2 separate regions of the Gossypium hirsutum genome follow, and region 1 is linked to region 2. Evidence: chromatin contacts called from public Hi-C data. All regions are on one chromosome and are shown on one strand. Each heading gives the region's core, a stretch centred on a gene start, on an enhancer-like site or on the middle of the called end of the contact. The rest is flanking DNA. Distances are from core to core; before and after follow the strand shown. Region 1 holds the start of LOC107899736 (cytochrome c oxidase subunit 6b-2). Region 2 has its middle 9.0 kb from the start of LOC121216565.

Region 1 (5,137 bases), core at 1,108-3,607, 320 kb after region 2:
AGTTAAAATTTTAAATATATATATCTGCATGCTTAAACTTGGCATTTTGCTTTTAAAATATCCTAGTTTCTCTTTAGATAATACCTTCAATTGCACAAGTCCACAATTGCATTCCAATATTGTAGATACTTATTGTTGGCTATTCACATTTACTCCCAGAATTCGATAGAGCACTGCACCTAGGTTTGGACAGTGCAGCGTCGAGCAGTGCACCTCGAAGTTCTGCACCTAGGAGAAACTCTCCCTGGAGCAAAGCAAGGTGGTAAAACTTGCTAATAGCACAGCTTGGCAGAGCTTGCTTGGCACTACTTGCCTATCAAGCCGGTAGTGGACTTTGCACGAAAAGAGCTATAGCATGACGTGGAACAGTTAACCAGCATGCATCACTACATAAAGAGCAGTGGAGCTAATCCGGAAATGGGCACAGTACTCGTGGGTTTACTCCACTTTTGAGATGTCCTAGCGGGTATATTTTGGAGTCATGGATATGGAAATCCTTAAGATACCTCCTTAACCTTAGCGATATTTTCCTTCTCCCTTCGCATAGGTAATGCATTCCTGAATGTAGCGATATCATGTGATCAACCTTTATATCATCTATCACCTAGAATTCTCCCATGACAAATTTTTAACTCATTGTAACCCATTAACCCATGTTTTTTGCCACAGTTGTCATCTTCATAACTTCCCAATCTCTTCTGTAATTTTTATTGGTGGAAATATAATCAAGGTTACAAAGATTACATATTATTAGATCATTCAATAATTAGACAAACTTTGGTCTCTCAAGAATTTCTCTGTAGTTTTCTGTCTGAATCATTCCTATAGCCATACTTTTTCACCATCCTAAGGCACCTTCTTACTTCATCACCTTTACTTGCCATGAACTTGCTCTTTAGGATCTATTCTAAGCTTCTCTCCACCTTCTCACACAACATTGCATTGTAAGTTGGATATTTCCTGTGCTTAGACAAACAACCTTCTACAAATGTCTTTAAAGTATGTCTGAATTTATAGATCAAATGACATAATGCTTCCTACAGTACGACCTTTGATGTCAACATGCTTCGCTCTCTATGTAAGTAAGAATATAATCTCCCTCGGTGTCTTCTTAAGTTACTTTAAACAAAATAATTCATAATTGCTATTAAGAGAAGAAAACGCATTGGTCTTTGCGACAAGATAAACTTACTCTATAACTTATCATTCATAGAAAGGCGAGGAAGGGTGACAAGAGAAACCATTCGTATAATGTGAGCAGTGACTATTAAAGTTGCCTTTCAAATTACATCCTAGTTTTAGATTAAGTTTTTGTTAGGTAAAACAAACCTCACAGTGAAACTACAATTGCGTATTCCTAGAAAATTTGACTAAATAACAAAACAAAACACATATGTACCAGTTTACCAAAGTAAAACCTCTATACTTTTATTATACTCAAATAAATGTTTAAATATTAAATTTGCAGAGTAATCCTTTAACCTTTAATTTGTAAAGACCTTAACCGTTAATTTGTAACACGTAAGCCCTTCACATAAATCAATTTTTCATCTGAAATAAAGTCTTCTTTGGGTATAAATCAGAAGGCAAAAGCTGATTTGGGTACAACAAAAGGGCTTAGAAAAAATGGTTCAAGGTTTTCTTTACTATTTTAGCCTTGTAATATACAAAAAGATTCACTAGGCTACAAAGATAAACAATCTATCATATTATGCGAACCAACGCAGTATTCTACGCACAAATTCTTCATTTGATGCGGAGCCTAATGCAATTCTCAACAATGATGGTTGACCCCTTCTGACTGAGACAACTCTTAACGTATGGTACTAAACTTCTAGAACATTCCGCTTAAAAGTTATGTCAAGTAACACATGTAAAACACTTTTTCCCCTAAAGCAATAAACTTTCAGATTCACATGACTTTCAAAATTTTAGTATGCCCCTATTTGTTCAGCATCTGCAGGGAATGAAAAAGTCACAACTAAAACCTAGAAATGTAAAAAGAGGGTGTCATTAAAAGACCAAAGTAATTGGCCCATCTTAGGTAAAGATGAAAACAATGAACAAATTTGAGATCAATGGAGGAAATCTCTATCGAAAATTGAATCTCTATACAGATATTTCTTTGATTTTCTTTTTCATATCTGAACCTTGTAAATTATTCGAGGACGGGGAGGAATGAAGAGAAAGCGGGAGGTTACCTCGTCTGCCATTACTGATCCGGCGAATGAGCTAAGACGGTGAATTGCTGATATTTTTCCCTGACGGATTTTAAAATTGATTAGAACCGAATAGCCAATAAATACTCTTCCAGGTTCCTCCCATTACGCTCTAATTGTGCTATCAGTCCCTTCACTCATCTCACATTTTACATTTAATCCCTCTATTTTAAACTTTTGGAAGGGATAAACCAACATTTGGTCCTTAAACATGACAATTTTCTCAACTTAGCCCCTAAAACTTTTTCCATATTAGTCCTCAAACTTGACAACTTTTCCTAGTTTTGGTCCATGTGATGTCATGGCACTTTAATATTGTGCCACATTATCACCTAAAAAAATGTTAATATATACTTTACCCCGTGAACTTGTCCAGTTGTATCTAGTTTGTACCTATTTATTTATTTTACCTAATTGGTACCTAAGCTTATAATCCATCAACCAGGTTGCTACATTCGCACTAACACTATTCGTATGTGTTAAAGTGTTGCTAACAGCTAGTCCGACAACGATAGGTGATAGCCTCTTAGTATGCCACGTGGCAAACATAAATTAAGAATTATATTTTATTAATTTATATATTTTAAATATTTTTAATTTTTAATTTTATGTTTGCCACATGAGATACTAAAAGGCTACAACGTGCCACTACCGGATTGACTATCAGTGCCGCGTTAGCACAAACTAACAGTGTTAGCATCGATGTAGCAAAATGGTTGATGAAATACAAGTTCAAGTATCAACTAGGTTTAAAAAAATTAGGTACCATCTAGGTAAAAATGGACAAGTTAAGGGGGCAAAATATATATTAACTCCCCAAAAACTTGTTTTTTATAAAAATTTAGGTGATATCATGGTATAATCTCAGAATTCCATATCATCATAAAGATAAAATTTAGGAAAGGTGTCAAGTTCAAGAGTCAATGTGGATAAAAAAAGTTTAGGGACCAAATTGAGAAAAATTGCAAGTTCATAGATTAAATGTTGCATTATCCCTTTTAGGACTTTAGTTAATTTATTCTTTTGATTCAATAATTGAAATTCATTTCATGATTCCTCATAAGAGTTTCATAAATTAGATTATTTGGATTTTTTTATAAAAAAAATACTTATTTACTTGTGTAATATAAATCTACGTGGAAGCCATGTAAGAAAATGTATATAAACGTTTATACTACTTTTTGAAATATTGCTAAAGAATCTTACAATCTTCATTCCAATTTAATTCAATTATTTACACATGTTATTATATTCCATATGTAATCATGTCATGTTATAAAATCAATTTTGGGGTTAGAACGAGCTTACAAAAGCTCTTTCGATAATCCGTAGTCGACTGAAGACTAAAATGTAAAACTTTCAAACTTTCTCAGGTTGGGGTCGTAACCATGAAAGAATCACATCCCGGCTTCTAGGGTAGAGGCTCATCACTGCGACTTCAATTATTCAATGTCACGACTTCAACAAGAGACGTCACGACATTGAAGGTTAATGTCATGACCTCCATAGGGTGGTGTCGCAACATTGAAGGCAACCCCCTAAAAAACTTGCATCATTTGATTCAACCTATGAATTTCTTAACACATTTGGTTCTTAGACCCCAAATTGCAAATTTTACTTAACATATATGCCTGTTTAATAACTTAAACATTTCAACCTTATGTTACATACACACACACACACATATATATATACACATATCATATACAAGTCATGTACCATAAATTTACTAAACATTATAACCAAAATAAAAAATCGACAATTTAATACTTAAAACTAACTGAATCCTGGATACATGCCACATAAAGAATTGTACAAATATTGTTGAGTTAAGAGTTATAGTTTGGATTGGATCAATCCTCAAGTCTTCAATATCTACAATTAGCTGCGCACGAAATAAACAAACTATATGTAGGAAATATATTACTGCAGAACAAAATCATTAGCACTAACTGGATAAATAAATCGTGTAAATAAATAAAATAATAACCATGTCATGGAAGAACACTATCGTAGAAGCAAATTTGCCCTAATCGGTGTAATCGTATAGTGGACGTCGCCCCCAAGGTTAGCACAATACTTCAATATTCATACACTCAAATAAAGAAGATGGAACAAAATTGGTGTTGTTCTTCTCAAAGAAATAGAAAATTAACCAGAAAATAGAGTTGAAAAAAGTGATTGGAAAATATACTAGAAAGAAATAGATGAGTTCTGGGAGAAAAGATAGGTTGTTGTTGTGTATTGTTGTGTGTAATGAGGAGAATATCTGACCAATTTATAGGACATTTTGAAGGGCAAATTAGTAATTTGTAGGGCCAGTCCAACAGCTAGAAACTGCCATAAGCCAACAGCTAGAAACGGCTAAGCCAACCAACGATCAAAAATTGACTTTTTCAAAATTGTAATAGCTTGGAAACTAAAAAATTTTAAAACAAAAAATATATTTTTTAAAGAAAAACAGCAAAAAATTTATCCAAAAAGAAACACGAGCGGTACATGTCGTAGACATGTGTTAATACGAACACCGGGCTTTTATCCCCAATTACTCAATGAGGGTAAGAGGTAAGGTTATATTTAAACTCTCTTATAAGCCTTTCCTCAACCAATGTGGGATATGCCATTTTGCATTACCAACATTCCCCCACTAATGCAAAAGAATTGGAAATTTTGTAAACATGAGAAAGGGTAAAACGTGAGAAGAGAAACAACGAAATTAGTCACTTAAGCACTAGTATCTAGTGGATTTGAACTAGTACGTAGTGAAATAAGTGGTTCTTCTCTTTAACAAGTGAACAAATCTTGAACTTGTTAAAATAGGGGTTAACTCATGACACACGACTAATATCAGATCCAATTTATGTTCAGCGATAGATCATCAAGTTTTAGCTAATACACCTCAGGATGCTAGTAAGTGT
Region 2 (5,252 bases), core at 338-2,837:
TACTCACTTTTTCGTTGCAAAGTTTTAAATGAGATTTAATTAGTAAATAATTTGGTAAACAACTTTTACGAGGTAAACATTAAAATCATTTTGTTTTTGGAAAATTGTATCTTTTAGTTAAAAAGGAGATAACACGCTAAGTTTTTTTTCCTTCAAAAGTAAATAAACATATTAAAAATATTTTCTTAGAAACACCGGTAGTTGTACTAGGTCATTTTGGCGGCTAATGTGGCATTCAGAACCCGACCATTTTTACTGCAAATATACAACCAAACCAAAGAAACAACACATTTACAATAAACAAAATATTTTAATTTTGCATTTCTTTTTGGTAACAAAGAAGAAGATAAAGAGAATGAGCTCATTTCCTTGCTTATCCACCTCTGGAGACGTGTTGATAAATTTGGGGTTTTATTTAAAAAAAAGATCACTTTTTATCTTTTATTTATTCCCATAAATTTTAAACATTATCTTTTAAAATTTCAAAACCCATGGAGTACTTGTTCAGAACCTAAAAATTTGTATTAAAAATTCAAAACCAAAAATTGTTAAACCTAATAACTTAAATATTAAAGCTTCTTTGGGTATTAAACAGTAAGATTTTCAAATGTGAATGTTTTGTAATAGCTAAAGGGATGTGAAAATGAGTAATCATAATTTTATAGCGGTGAGTACACACAATTAGGAGATACAAAAAGCATAGGAGATGCAAAAATGAGTATTCATTAAAGTAGAAAAAAGTAAACATTAAATAAATTTTTATATGCCTTTTAGTTGGAAACATGGGCGGTAAAGATGGAATTGAAAATTAACAAAAGTATGAGAAATTTAAAATTGAGTAATCAAAACTTTTGGTTTTTTTCTTCTTCAATCAAGTTTTTATTTATTTATTTATGGCCTCAGGCATGAAAAATCTTTTTTATATTTCAAGAAATTGAGAAATAAGAAAGAAAGCCTTGTAAAAAATTTTCAAGTTTCGACTCGACAGCTTCATAAATTATTTTAACATTTTCTGTAATTTTTTTAGATTTTTTTACATATATATATTTTGAATATTTAGAAATTTTTATTTGGAATTTTTATTTTTAAAAATATTTTTACATAATTGTTCATATTTTTAATAATTTATATTTAGTTTTAATATTTTAAATTTTTATTAGAATTATTTTAAGCAAATTTTTAAAAAATTAATATGATATTTTAATTATAGTTTATAGACCAAATTAGCAATTAACCATTTAAATTAACATTCTATTTCATTATTTAACAGAATTGTTAATTTACACATTTTAAAATATATAAACGATAAATTACTAAATTTTTTAGTAGAGAAATCAAAATTAAATCTGTCTTAGAAATGTAAGAGCTTTCCGAATACTTTTACTAAGAGAAATCATAAAATAATGATTTAATATCTTGTTAAAACCACCATTTATATCTTGATAGGTAGTGGTACCAATCAATTCATACACGTGTGATGCATTTAAATCAGACCCCATATGGGAAAAGGACTCGTGTTTATCTTTGCCATGCAAATACACATTATTTCTACGGTCATCTCAATCCAATCCCCATCAATCTGCATCCATGCTCGGCTGTGTTTGATGGCCTGTTTCGCATGTATGGCATATCCCCCCACCCGACCCCGCACCCTTTGGAAAGCGACCTACAAATTAAGTGCCTAGTTTTTCATGCATGCACGGCAATTAGCCACTGCGACAGTGAATAAAGCAAAAGTCAAGCAAATTCCATGAGAATCAGGCCCCCTCTACACTACTTAAATAATTGACTCCATGATCTCAAAAATTAAATAATTGACTCCATGAAGTTGATAGATCAGTCATTTGTTTCGGAAAATGGTGGCTGCCCTTTATTTACGCTGTGTTGTATAATCAACTAAAATAATTCTCAGCTCCCGCCTAATAAATGCTGAATATTTCCAACCATTGAAACCATGCATGCATCTCTACTGTTCTTTTATTTTCGGCTTTGTTACAAAATTGGTCGCGGCTTGAGGTTAAAAGAAAGAACTACAGAAACTGTGATATCAATTTCAAACTTATCAGATAGATTCTTTTTTATTATTTTTCTGTCATGTACGGTTTTAGATAATTGCATGAATGGATTGAATTAAATCTTAAACTTGATTTTATTTCTCAATAATCTAATTAATGCCAGGTTGTCATGTAGGGCACTGGATTTTATCAGAAAGCAACTTAGTTCAAATAATGAAATGTTAGGTTAGATGAATGAATGGTAAACACGTATCACTAGATAATCTAGTACGGAGTAGCAACATGAGTCGTGAGATGTCGGCAAGTGAATAGAGATCAAGGTATGATGTAGGACTCGGGAGAAAAAGTATTCGAGAAAGAGTTCGGTACCTTATTAACCCTTTCAAGAGAATAGCTTTGTTAGTTAGATGGGGACAAAGATACCTAGGCAACCTCTATAGCTACAAATTTGAAGTGGAACCGCCATAGATGACCCTCTACTTCTTGGATTTTTACCAGAAACAAGACCAACCCATCTGGCTTTTGATCCTTAACTATGCATTCCTTCTGCTTCTCCACACTTGATTGATTAAGTGTTGCTTTTTGGTTGAAGGGCTACTTTTTTTACTCTCTTAGGTTCAATTCCCTATTGTCTTTTTCTTTTTTTTTATTTGGTTTTATTTTTTACTATTAATATTTCTTCCTTTAATATTTCTTCCTTTGTAAATACATTAGTCGGAGATTTGGAAAAGTATGTATAAACCCTAAACATAAATTGTAAATAGATATTAATGCTAGAAAATAAAGATAAAATATTCTCCAGACCAAAAAATCTCTTACTTCATTCTTTTCCACAATCAAATCAAACACAAATATAAAGGATAAATTTTGTTGTTAGTTTTATACATTACAAAAATTATGGATTTAATCCTTATACTTTAATTTGGTCAGTTTTAGTCTTTATATTTTTCAAAATTTAAAATTTGAATCCTCACCAAATAATATATGTTAAATTCATTAACTTATGCTATCTTCAAAATTTGATGCAACAAACATATTAGTCTATGTGTAATGTCATGTTAGCTTATTATTTCCACATATTAATCACTAAAACACTAGTTAATGGATTAATGACTATCACTTGCATAAAATTTAGAATTTGAAATTTTGAAAAGTATAGAGAATTAAAATGATCTAATTGGAGAATATGGAATCAATCTATAATTGTACGTATAGTACAAGACTAGTAACTGAATTTAACAAAACATATTTAATTGTCATTGATTGACCCAACACTATAATTTCAAAATTCAAAAAGTACAATGACTAAAATTAACAAATGTAAAAGTACAGGGACTAAAATTTATCAAACCAAAGCATAGAGACTAAATTAATAACTTTCCCAAAATACATGGATGTAACAGCCCGTTTTTAGTAAAATCAGAACTGTAGTTTTGAGACCACAAATCTGATGTGAAAATATTTATTTTATTATTATTTTAATACCTACGAAATTTTAGCAAGTTCATATAAAAATTTTGTTAAGAAATTTTATCGTTTGCATGCTTAATTTGGTAAAAAGGACTAAATTGCAAAAGATGTAAAAGTTAAGTTCTATAAGCTAAAGGTATTAAATAGCTATAGAACCTTAAAGTAAGAGTACTTAAATGGTAATTAGACCATTTGAAATATAAGTGGACATTTATGGCCATGAATTAGATAATTTTTAAGTTAAAAATCAAAGGTTAAATAAATAAACTAAGTAAATTAAAGAATAACAAAATGTCATCTTCTAAACAAGCTTTCATCCACCAAAAATAAAACTTAAAAGCTCTATTGAGGTTTCAAGGTTCAGCCAAGTCTCCTTTGTGCTTGTAAGTGTGATTTCGTCCCGTTTTAATGATTTCTATGTTTTTGAAGTCGTAGCTTAATCTAGCTAATCCGGGGACTAAATTGAATTTTTTTAAAAGGTTAGCATTTTTCTATGAGTTTATTCATGTGGTTTTTTATGTTTGATGGAAGAAAATGAATCATTGTTGGTATATAAACAACTTTTAAAAAGTGATTTTTGTTGAATATGTCAATTAGGGATTTATTTGTAAATTTTGTAAAATACAAGGTGAAAATTGTGAAATAATGAATTGTATGTGTTGATATGGACTTATATGGAATTCGACTAGCTTGGGTAGGGATGAAATTGCATGAATTTCAATTTACGAGCTTAAGGACTAAATTGTAAAAAAATCAAAATAATAAGGGAAAAAGCATAATTTTTGCAAAAATATGATTTATGGATTGAATTGAATAGAATGATTATTGAATGGATTGAATTTGATTATTTAGATCAAGTTAAGCCTCGTACGGATTTAGATCAAGGGAAAGATAAAGTGTCGGATTTGATTACGAGTTCTAGCATTTGTTACGGATACTCGACAGCTTGTGTAACCAGCACCGTGTAGCTATGTTCTGACTGACAGCTTGTGTGAGCAGACCCATTTATGGGTCATGAGAGCATCTATGTAAAGGAAAAGGAATGGAATGGTTTCGACCATATGTTAGCACATATTGTGTGAGATTTCTCACATATCCGATATTATTCTAAATGGTTCAACAGGCATGTAAAGGGAAGGAACAGTAAGTGTTCCGATTAGCAATGTCGTGAATTCATGGAAAGGTACGAATTGTTGACGATCAAAGTGTGTATATAATCATGTTTATGAAAAGTATGAATGCTTATATACTATATTCATGAAAGTTATCTTACCATGTGGTGATCTTTGCTAAGATATGTGATTAAGCACTAACTTGTGTTGTTGGTGATGTTTAGGCATTGGGACAAGTTTGTGTTGGATTGATTCATATTTATTTTTAAGCTTATGCAGTGAAATGGTAAGCATTATTCATGATTGACGAACTTACTAAGCATTATATGCTTACGTTGTGTTTCTTTTCTATGTTTTATAGATTATCGGAAGCTTGATCGGTTTGGAAGCTCGTCAGAGACCTATCACACTATCCAACAACTATATCGGTAAATTTTGATGTTTTGAGTCATGGTTATAATGGCATGTATAGGTGAATTGTGTTTGATGAGATGGTCATTATTTTTAGCTTGTAAATGTAGTATTTTGGTTGATGATCTTTTGGCATTTTAATGCTTTGATGGTTGATGTTGAAATTGTAACATCCCGATTTTGGGCCTAGTCGGAACAGTGGTTTCGAGACCACAAATTTGACGAGAAAAAAAATTATTTTAAT

Evidence for each region. Hi-C and Micro-C count contacts between places; a contact is called where the count stands out from the background.
Region 1: a contact with region 2 is called in a Hi-C map of leaf, with 1.7 times the contacts expected there. The contact joins the promoter of LOC107899736 here to the enhancer-like site in region 2. A contact is called at or near these places in 3 of 34 Hi-C or Micro-C datasets (fibers, leaf and seedling).

Annotation. Positions count from the first base shown.
Region 1 is chrD04:21,333,291-21,338,427 of Gossypium_hirsutum_v2.1, forward strand. It overlaps LOC107899736 (cytochrome c oxidase subunit 6b-2), which reads right to left and starts at 2,358. Exons shown (of 5, transcript XM_041091144.1): 1 at 2,202-2,358. The coding sequence starts at 2,213.
Region 2 is chrD04:21,016,969-21,022,220 of Gossypium_hirsutum_v2.1, forward strand. No RefSeq gene overlaps it. Among protein-coding and RNA genes, the nearest start is that of LOC121216565, 9.0 kb to the left of the region's middle. Within about 2 kb of position 1,588, at least 4 of the 9 cell types and tissues checked have an H3K27ac peak or open chromatin away from gene starts, as enhancers often do. A contact at or near this core is called in leaf, where this site is marked.